Linked DNA regions of Mus musculus: region 2 is linked to region 1. A link is a contact called in public HiChIP or PLAC-seq data. All regions are on one chromosome and are shown on one strand. The core of a region is the stretch at or near the end of the contact, and the rest is flanking DNA. Distances in the headings are between cores, read along the strand shown. Region 1 overlaps Thsd4 (thrombospondin, type I, domain containing 4). Region 2 holds the start of 9230112J17Rik (RIKEN cDNA 9230112J17 gene).

Region 1 (4,663 bases), core at 1,535-4,034:
GTTCCTAGGGGTCACATTTTCATCTGCATACTTGTGTAGCCACTGTTTTACCCATGAGTCATCACTTGAGCTCCCCACTTGGTCTCTGAGAAAGGTGTGTGGGGGAAGTTGGAGAAACGAGGACTGCAGTTGAATGACTGGCGGGTTGGATGAGGCCAGGTGGAAACTGCACAGGAGAGGTTATGGGAGAAAGAATGCGGAGGAAAAGAGTTGGCAAAAGATTGAGCCTGACACACAGGGAGTGAGGTTCACAGAAGGCTGGGTGAACACTGAGCTCCAGTCTCTGGAGACACGGTGACGCCCCTACTAACATACAGGGCTGAATGTACAGCTGGTGCACATTGCACGGAAATAGCCATCGACAGGAGGAAACTAGAAGCTGATGGGCGGATAGGTTGTGAGATGTGGGGCTCCCGGGAGCTCAATGTGACCCCCGGTCACAGAGGTCAGGATGAGAGAACACCGGTCAGAGTTTGTGGTGCTTGTGCTATTGCTAGCAATTTTTCCAGTGTCTGCTAGAGTGAGCCAGGAAAGGGAGACAGATGTGAATGGAGTCCCCGCAGTGCTGATGGGGTTCAAGTGACGGGTCTGTTAACAGCTTTCTTCTTCCGAAGCTCAATTTCCCTTCATAGTTTTGCTTGAGCTCAGTTTCCTTAGAAGCCACCTTAGTTTATGTGCTGGGCATCTCTTTGGTATTGACTTAATCTTTTAATCACCATACCTGATTCCAGCTTGACCTAATGCTGGCCTGTCATGGATCCTGTCAAGAACATAAGTCTAAGGTGCTCAATTTCTGCTTCTCTCTGAAGGGCCAGTCAGAGCTTCCAGCACACAGGCTGCAGCTGTGGTTGCTACAAATCATTGACCAGATTTCTGTTGCTTTAAAAAAGAAAGAAAGAAAGAAAGAAAGAAAGAAAGAAAGAAAGAAAGAAAGAAAAGAAAAGAAAGGAAGGAAGGAAGGAAGAAAGGAAGAAAGAAAGAAAGAGAAAAGAAAGATGGATGTAATACAAACCTGGTGGTGTAGGCCTCAGGGCAGAGCAGGAAAAGGCAAATTCATCCCCCTGACACTTGGAAGTACCAAGGGCAGAAAGTGGACCCAGCTAATTTATGGCTCATGCTCACGAGCAGGCGTGCAGGGAACTGGGGAAAGATCCTAGACTCAAGACCAGAGCTGGCAGGCAGTGAGTTGGGCAGAGCACAGCTTACACCTCCCCTGGCTGGAGCCCAGCTGCAGCCTGGGTGCTGTGCAGCGGAGAATGTTGGCCATCAGGCCTTTGGGGAATGTACAGTTGATGCTGAGTGCCGGGGGAGGCTTCAGAGCCGTTTGACATTAGATTATGAGACAGTAAATAATTAGCACTCTTCTATTTACATTTTTTTTCTATAGGTTTTTGGCTTTTCTTAATGTGCTTTTTTTTTTTTTTAATGGGGATAGGGATTGGTACCCAGGAACATGCATAATTTTGTATACATGGGTTTTTTTTTCTAATAGAAAAACCATGTTATCCATAACTCAGCTCTGAAGTTTCACCAGGTCCACTTGTGAGTGAGCATGTCATGTCACTTGCTCTCTAGGAATTTGTTCTTGTATTGTTAACACATACGTGAACCCTCCTTCCCTGGGGTGTGTGTGTGTGTGTGTGTGTGTGTGTGTGTGTGTGTGTGTGTATGGACACAGATGCTCTGCAGAATGACAAAGGCATTATAGGTAATGGGACATAGATTCTAATGAAGAAAAGGCAGGCTAAGACCCTAAGTCAGAAGAAGGGGAAGATGGTCTGAGCTGACACTCTCCTTGTCCCAGGGTTACCTTGCTTTTGGCCAGATCGTCCTAACGTAGGTGTTAGGAATGGTATAGCTCACTGTTGAAGCTCAGGACAGCCCGTTGGAAAAGTTGCAGGTCCCATGCAGAGCTGGGCAGAAGCAGTCTGCTCTTTTTCCTTTGATAGCCCCAAGCCAGGCAGTATAGTCTGTTCATGGAAGAGGATTCTTGGAGAAGTTGTAACTGATTTGGGGGAACAGCTGGATTCGTCAGCCTCTAGGTGTCTGAATCCTAGGGAGGGTTACCTGTGACCCAACTATTTCCTGGGTGTTCAGGGCTTTAGAACTACACATCTCTGAAGCACTTAGAAACATGTAGTGTTTGCTACTACAGACCACCACTGCTGTTCAGATCCCCTGCTGGCAGCCTACCTTGAAGAGAAGACCCTCCTGGTGAGGTAGAGTGCTAGCCTTGGATGTCACCCAAATGGGTACCTGCTGTGCATGAGCGCTGTGCCAAGCACCAACTCAGAAAAGAGGAGGAAGTCTTAATGGTAACAATACACTGTGACAGCAGCTGAACTGGAGTTCCTTTTATGAGATTTAGACTGAAACAATGTCACAAAGCTGATGGACTTCTGTGGTCAGGCAGATGATGAAGCCAGAGGAGAAAGTCCCTCCCCTTTGATCTGATACGTCTTCTGACGCTGAACAAGGCAATGCTCCAGAGGCCGGCACACATGGCTCATGCATTTGAAACATCCTGCCTGCCTTCCTGCCTGATTATTTCGACACTTGAATATTTTCCCTAGTTACCTGGGAGACACTTTTTCCTTTTAGGGTTGAAAACAAACATAAATCCACAGCAGTGTTAATGACCGTGAAGGTGATGCTGTCTGTGCGGTCACCAACTTTCTCCAGGTGAGGAAGGAGCTGCCAGGGTGCTTTCCCTTGATGGAGAACAAAGCCGGTGGCGAGCTTTACTTGCTAGGAGCCAGAGTGTTTGAATGTATTGCCACATTTTTTTCCTGACTCACATTCTGTGTGTTTCCTCGTTGCTCAGGGTGAGCTAGTCGTTCTGCAGTATGGGGGATCCATGGGAAGAAATGAGTTTTGTGGCTGAGTGACAAGAGGAAAAAAAAGGGCTGGGCCCTATGACGTGACACGGTGGGAGGAAAGACCATCAGCCAAGGACAAATTGGTCGGGGAACATTCCTCTGGCTGTCCTCCATCCAGGGGAGAAGAAGCTGGGGATGTGACAAGGTCAGGGGAGGCCCCAAGGTCAGTTTCAGTGGACACCCTGTGGCCTGGGGCTGGATTTCCTGAAAGGGCTGTGTGGGTTCCTGACTGCCTGGAGAAGATTTGAGAGGTCAGAGCCTCTACAGAGGCAGCAGCGTCTGTCTGTATCTGCAGTGGTTAGTCTGTCTGCCTACTCCCAGGCCTCTCTGTGAATATCTGCTGAACATGCGTGGCAGCATCTCCAGAGAAAGGAGAGAGTCCTGCCCTCTGCTGTGTAAAGCTCTGGCTGGGGAGCTGGCAAGAACGAAGACGCGAGTTCAGTTCCCCGGCACTCACAGAAAAAGACAGATGAGGGATCTGTAATCCCAGCACTGCTGAGGTGGAGACAGGTGGATTCCCGGAGCTTGCTGGCCAGCCAATGTCGCCAAACAGGACAGCGGCAAAGCTCAGTGGCAGGTCTTATCTCAAAAAATGAGGTGAAGGGCTGGACAGATAGATGGCTTGCTTGGCTGTTAAATACTAGACATACAGGCCAGAAGATGGGAATTTGGGTCCATAGAAACCCATGTGAAACAACAAGGGGGTGTGGTATCTGCTTGTAATTCCAGCCTTTGGAGGCAGAGCTGGGTTCTCCAGAGCAAGCTGGCTAGCAAGACTAGTCATATTGGAAAGCTCTGCGTTTGATAGAGAGTCCCTGCCCCAGTGAAAAGGGAAACTGATCAAACATGATTCCACTTATCTATGCCTGTGCATAAAGATGTAGAGGAGGAGGAAGAGGAGGAGGAGGAGGAGGAAGAGGAAGAGGAAGAAGAAGAAGAAGAAGAAGAAGAAGAAGAAGAAGAAGAAGAAGAAGAGAACAACAACAACAACAATGACAACAACAACACACACGAAACATGAAAAAAAGGGATAAAAATAAGGTGGCTAGCAATTAAGGAAGACATTTGACACAGACCTCTGGTTTCTACATGTGTGCACATCCCAGTAAGAGAAGAACATCATGTTTATCATTCAGCCACTCGTCCATCCATCCAGCCAGCTTTTTCTTGCTCCCTGCCTTCTCCCAGGCAGTGTATCTGGATGCTGGTGTTTATAACGGTAATTACAGTCTCTTGCCTTTAGAGACTGTATCTATATCTATCTGTTGCCTTTAGAGACCTTCCTAACTCTCTAGGAGCAAGTGTAGGCAGATGGTGTCTGATACCTGTTCAAAGACAAGAGTTCCTTCTCTTAAGGTTCGAGGCTGTGCCCCTCCCTCTCAGCTGGCATGTTTGCACATTATTTTATTAGTTAACAGTTAATGCTAACTGTTGCTGCCATGCCCAGCCTTTTGACATTGCAGTAGGACGTTGTTGTCTACAAAGTTCACTATTGAGAACGATGCAACTCTAGTTCCAATCAATCAATCAATCAATCAATCAAAGAATCCTTATAATGTTTTAAAGAAATGTATAATTGAGTGTTAGGCTGCATTTGTAACTGTGCTTGGCTGCATGTAGCCGGCGGGCTGCCGGTTGGACAGCCTAGAATGCTATGCCTTCTTCTGCCTGCTCAGGGTAGCCTGTTCTGTTTAAGCAGGGCTCCCTTGAAGAAACAAAGCCTCGTTTTCTGCCTCCTGCTTTTGGGCATTATTTCTAGCAGCTTTTCCCCTTCTCCGGCCAAA
Region 2 (4,663 bases), core at 910-3,409, 41 kb before region 1:
AGACGAAACCGTGCTCCAGCCCGGAAGCTGGTTCATCTAATGGTTCCCATCTAGGCTGTGAAGTTGGGCCAACTCCACACGCTTTTCCTACAGTCATTATTCCTAAGCTTTACTTTTCTCTTGCGGCCTGGAAGGGAAAGCATCCCTTAGCCTGCTCCAGAAGTCACCTGAAGACACTTCCGCAAGCTAAAGCACCAGCGAGTGAACACTCTAAGAAGGCTTTCTCCCGGTGAGAGGCTGGAGGTAGTGGGTAGCCCCTCCCTCAACAGCCAAAGCTGAGGTACATCTCACAGCGTGCTAGAGGGTCCTCAGGTGCCCACCGCCCTAACTACCCCTCAACATACTCTTTGTCAACCGTCCTTCTACAGATCAGCACTCTCCCCCAGAGTCAAACTGCTACCATCTTCAAGAGTTCTGCTGTGCCTGCTGGCGAAAGGTCACAGCTGACACAGCTGGACCTGTTGTCTGTTCTCCTTCCCTCACCGAAGGTGGGAAGGCAGGCAGGGGATCATGGAACCCTTACCTGCGTATTCAGCCACCCTGGGCAACCAGTTACCCGAAAATCTGCCCTATTGCTTATGGCTTCAAGGTAGAAGTGGGAGGGACTAGATCAGTGGTCCTCAACCTTTCTTATGTTGCATCTCCTTGTGTTGTGGTGACACCGCCCCCCTGCCATAAAGTTATTTTTATTGCTACTTCATAACTGTGATTTTACTGTTATGAATCATAATGTAAATATCTGATATGCAGGATTGACCCCGGTGAAGGGCCATTTGGCCTTCAAAGGAATCAAGACCCACAGATTGAGAACCACTGGACTAGAGAATACAGGTGGGGAAGGACGAGGGGGCAGGGCTCCATCTATGTAGTCACGGGGAACCTGTCCTCACAGCTGGGTGCCACAGACCTTCCAGTGAGACCTGCCCATAACCCTCTCATGGGTTAATACTCTTGGGTTCCCCTGGGGAACTTTGGTGAACTGTATCTTGGTTTGTTGTCAGGACCTCAGGAGGAGGGGCAGATGCTGTTTACGTCTCTCCCAGGGAAGGACTTTTAATAATCATTTCACCTCCGCAGTCTCTCGGGCCCTCGTGAACGGAGTTCTCCAAGGTTGATTGGTTGAATTCCTGACTGAGGAGAGCCAGAACATAGTAGGTTTGTACCCAAAGGATCTTAGCTATTGTTAGACTCCTTAAATCCACGCGTGACCCGCCTCTGTGTTTTCCTAACACCCTTTGCCTTAGGTAAATCTTTTTCTGGGGCTCTAGGAGATGTACAAGCAGACCTCTATCTCCCACCAACCCAAAGGCTAGGATTCATCCAAGAGCATCCGAGACCCATTACAGACACTCCCCTGCTTTTCTGTAACCCATCTATGACATTTTTCATGACTTTTTTTTTCATGACATTCTTTGTCCTGTTCCTGTAAATACTTAATTATTTTGTCACCACATTGGACCATGGCACTGAAATAATCTGATTTAGTTTCTCAGTCACTATCACTCACATTTGGCTTCAGAATTTACCCCACCTTGTTTCCTTTGAGGTGAGAGCTGTGTTCTATACAGACACCTATGTAAACTTTATCTACTGAAGGTCTTATCTCAGGATTTGACCCAGACAGACACCTTCCTTATCTGCCCTACCAGCTGACCTGGATATACCCAGTAGTCATAAGGGAAGAGGAAGCCAGCTTCCCTCTAGACATAGACTAGATTATATCTCAGAATACTACAAGGTACAGCCTTTCCAGCGCCTTATCAAGTGCCCCTAGTCTCTCTGCGGTCAACATGTGCAGTGTGTGTGTGTGTGGGGGGGGGGGGTGGATGTGAAAATGAGGCTCATCTGAGCATGAGAAGCACCTGGCCACCTGACCATAAGGATTCCATGCGAGTCTCTGTTAGCCAGGAAGGTCTATGTAAGAACTAGGTCAGTTCTTCTTCATCAAACACCTGGCAGAGCCTCCCTCTGAATGGAAGTTCAGCCAGAATTAAGACTCTTTTTCTATTGTTAACATCTATCAAATTTTAAATGATCTAAGATAATTTTTAAGCGTAGCCGGGCTCATATTTCATACTCAGATAGATGCAGCTTGAACAGTGCTAGGCACATGATTCAGCAATTTCCCAGGGATCTTTGCTTCTCTTCTCGCAGGGATGGATTAGAAATAACCACCAGTAGTGACTCCAGAGGAGCTGGCCGTCTGCAGAGGCTGGAATGTCTTGACTACAGCTGCTGACCTGTTGCTGTACACTGCCGGTCCCCCGTGATGTCAGCCCCAGGTGGTCTTGCTTCTTCTCCAGCTCCTGAAGAAGGTAAGAACCCTCTGAGCTCCCAGGCAAGTTCCTAGGGGCAAAATAGCCTCAAATAGGAGCTCCAGAGTCACCAGAAATACAGGTTTACTCCCCAATCCCAGAACACACCCCCTTTCCCTGCAGAACACTGTTTACCCACGCCCACACCCCGGAAGCAGGGAAGCCTGTGAGTTACCTGATAAGGCTTCTGAGGGCAGAGGAGCACGCGGAAGTCCATGCCCTCTTTCCTCTCAACTCCTTCCTTTGCAATCCTTTAATGGTAGATCCACATAGCAAGACCCACAGCCAATGGCGGTGCCCTATGCACCCCTTCTGAGCCCCACCATGTTGCCTTAAAGAAACACGCCCGGAAATGGAGTTTCTTGAACGGTTCCTGGATACTTTCCAGAGGAACCCTGGCAACATGTACAAATGCCTTTTTATTTTCCAAATAAACATTAACAAATACTTTCTGCCTTTCTTTAGCACCGGGACCAGGTTTGATGAGCATTCAGGTGACAGTTTTCTGGGTTTGGGGGTGGGTAAACAGAAAGGATCGTCACATGTCATTTCTGTGGGTACTATGAATGTAGGGACGAGATCTTAGCGTTTTCTTCCAAATGAAGGAGTTTTAAGCTGGGGGTGGGGTGGGGTGATGGTGGTGGGGAATCTCCATGGAAGAGAACAAAGGAAGAAAGAGATAGATGAAGGTGTTGGGCCTTAAAAGTGAAGATCATTTAATTTGTTCCCAAACTGCAGCACATTCAAGTGTGACAGGGAGCCATAGTTGGTAAGGAGCCTGGGAGATCATCTGAAGAGCATGATTGCATTGAACAAACAGGGCATGTGGTTATGCTAACATCAGAATTAGTCTACTGAGCAGGCTGCTGGTCGTTTCTGCTATTTGTGAAGCCCTGACACAAAATTTATGACAGAAGGAGCTAGGGGTCAGGCAGTCACCTGGACACAGCCCAGGGTGTGAAGCCCTTCACTGGGAGCCCATTGTGACCGGAACTTTCTGGAACTTGTCTTTTGTGGCTAGCCATGGTCCACCTCATTCTCCTCGCCTTTATCCTTCCATGGGGTTGAGGGAGGGATGAAGATGGCAAAACAGAGATGTGCACATGCTAACCAAGTGTCCACGAAGACTTGAACATTTAATACAGTCATCAAAATAATCATTGTTTCAGTTGTTGAACTAGAGTTACAGTTCTGTGGTAAACATGCTGTCTTCTTCTTCATGTGATATTAAACTAACCAGGAGCCATATAATCTCCCCTTGTAATTTACTTAAAAACTAAAACAAATGGGGATCCATACAGCTCCAGCTAGCCTCAGACTCTCTATATAAGCAAGGGCGACCTCAGACTTCTGACCCTCTGGCCTCTGTGCCAGGATCCCAGTGTGCACCACTGTGGCCCATTTATGTGGTGCTAGCCACAGAACCCAAGGCTTTGCACATGGTAAGCAAGCACGCTGCCAACTGAGCTACATGCCTAGCTCCTTAGCTTCCTACCCAGGCCCCTTATTCTACGTCTTTCTATGTCTTCTGGGATCTTCATCCATATGTACAATAAAACACATAAAAATGTTATCTCTTAGTCCCAAATGATGGGCCATTTCAACAGGTAACCAGAAGAACGAACCTAAATGGAGTGCCTTCGAGGTCACCCTCCCTTTTTGACTCTCTAACCCTGCGTAACCTGGGCTTCTCCCAACACCACCCCTTCCTGGTTTAAACCAAACTGATTTAATCTGAGTCAGGGAGGTTTATTCAGGTTCAGATGAACAAGGCCCTGCTGCTTGCCAGAGATCTCTGAGAACCAAGTGGAAGTTGGTTTAAAACCAGTTTAAATTGGTTCCAAGCAAGTCAGACCCAACCTCCCAAGATCCAGCTTGAGAAAGCTAGCCTAAACAGAAACAATGGTTCCAGAAGGAGACAGACCTGATTCAGTTTAGACTGACTGATTGAGACCAGATAAATCTGCATCCGTCCTGCTCAGTGGATTAAACCCGGAGTGGGCAGCCGGCAATTCTGAAAGGAAGTTGGGCGTGGTTCCCATGGCCGCCTAACTTGAGGTAAAGGGTGTGAAGTGACTCTTAACAGAGCAAACAGACTCTAAATGAAACTAGTTTAAGATCACATATATCATAGCAGACGGCTTTAAACTGCCTCAGATCGGCTCTGATTTCAAAAGCTCTACCTCAGCTGATTAGAACCAGCTTTGACCAGTTTAAACCAGCTTGATCTAGCAGCATTGCCAGATGGTTTCCCAAATATTACAATTATACATTTACTATGGAGGAAAGATATGACTAGAGTGCTATTGTTATTCTGTGTTCTACCTTTTCTGGCACTGAGGACAGAA

Evidence for each region. HiChIP or PLAC-seq counts read pairs in DNA pulled down with a chosen protein or histone mark.
Region 2: an HNF4G HiChIP or PLAC-seq map of pancreatic cancer cells shows a contact between it and region 1. The contact joins the promoter of 9230112J17Rik here to the enhancer-like site in region 1. A contact is called at or near these places in 1 of 39 promoter capture datasets (the 3T3-L1 cell line), 2 of 115 datasets of contacts at active chromatin or transcription factors (embryonic stem cells and pancreatic cancer cells) and 1 of 9 other capture datasets (adipose tissue).

The regions. Positions count from the first base shown.
Region 1 is chr9:60,502,907-60,507,569 of GRCm38.p6, reverse strand. All of the region lies in intron 1 of Thsd4 (thrombospondin, type I, domain containing 4), which reads left to right. Among named protein-coding and RNA genes, the nearest start is that of Thsd4, 5.8 kb to the left of the region's middle. Within about 2 kb of position 2,784, at least 50 of the 459 cell types and tissues checked have an H3K27ac peak or open chromatin away from gene starts, as enhancers often do. A contact at or near this core is called in adipose tissue and pancreatic cancer cells, where this site is marked.
Region 2 is chr9:60,543,378-60,548,040 of GRCm38.p6, reverse strand. 9230112J17Rik (RIKEN cDNA 9230112J17 gene) reads left to right here and starts at 2,159. Exons shown (of 4, transcript NR_040464.1): 1 at 2,159-2,315.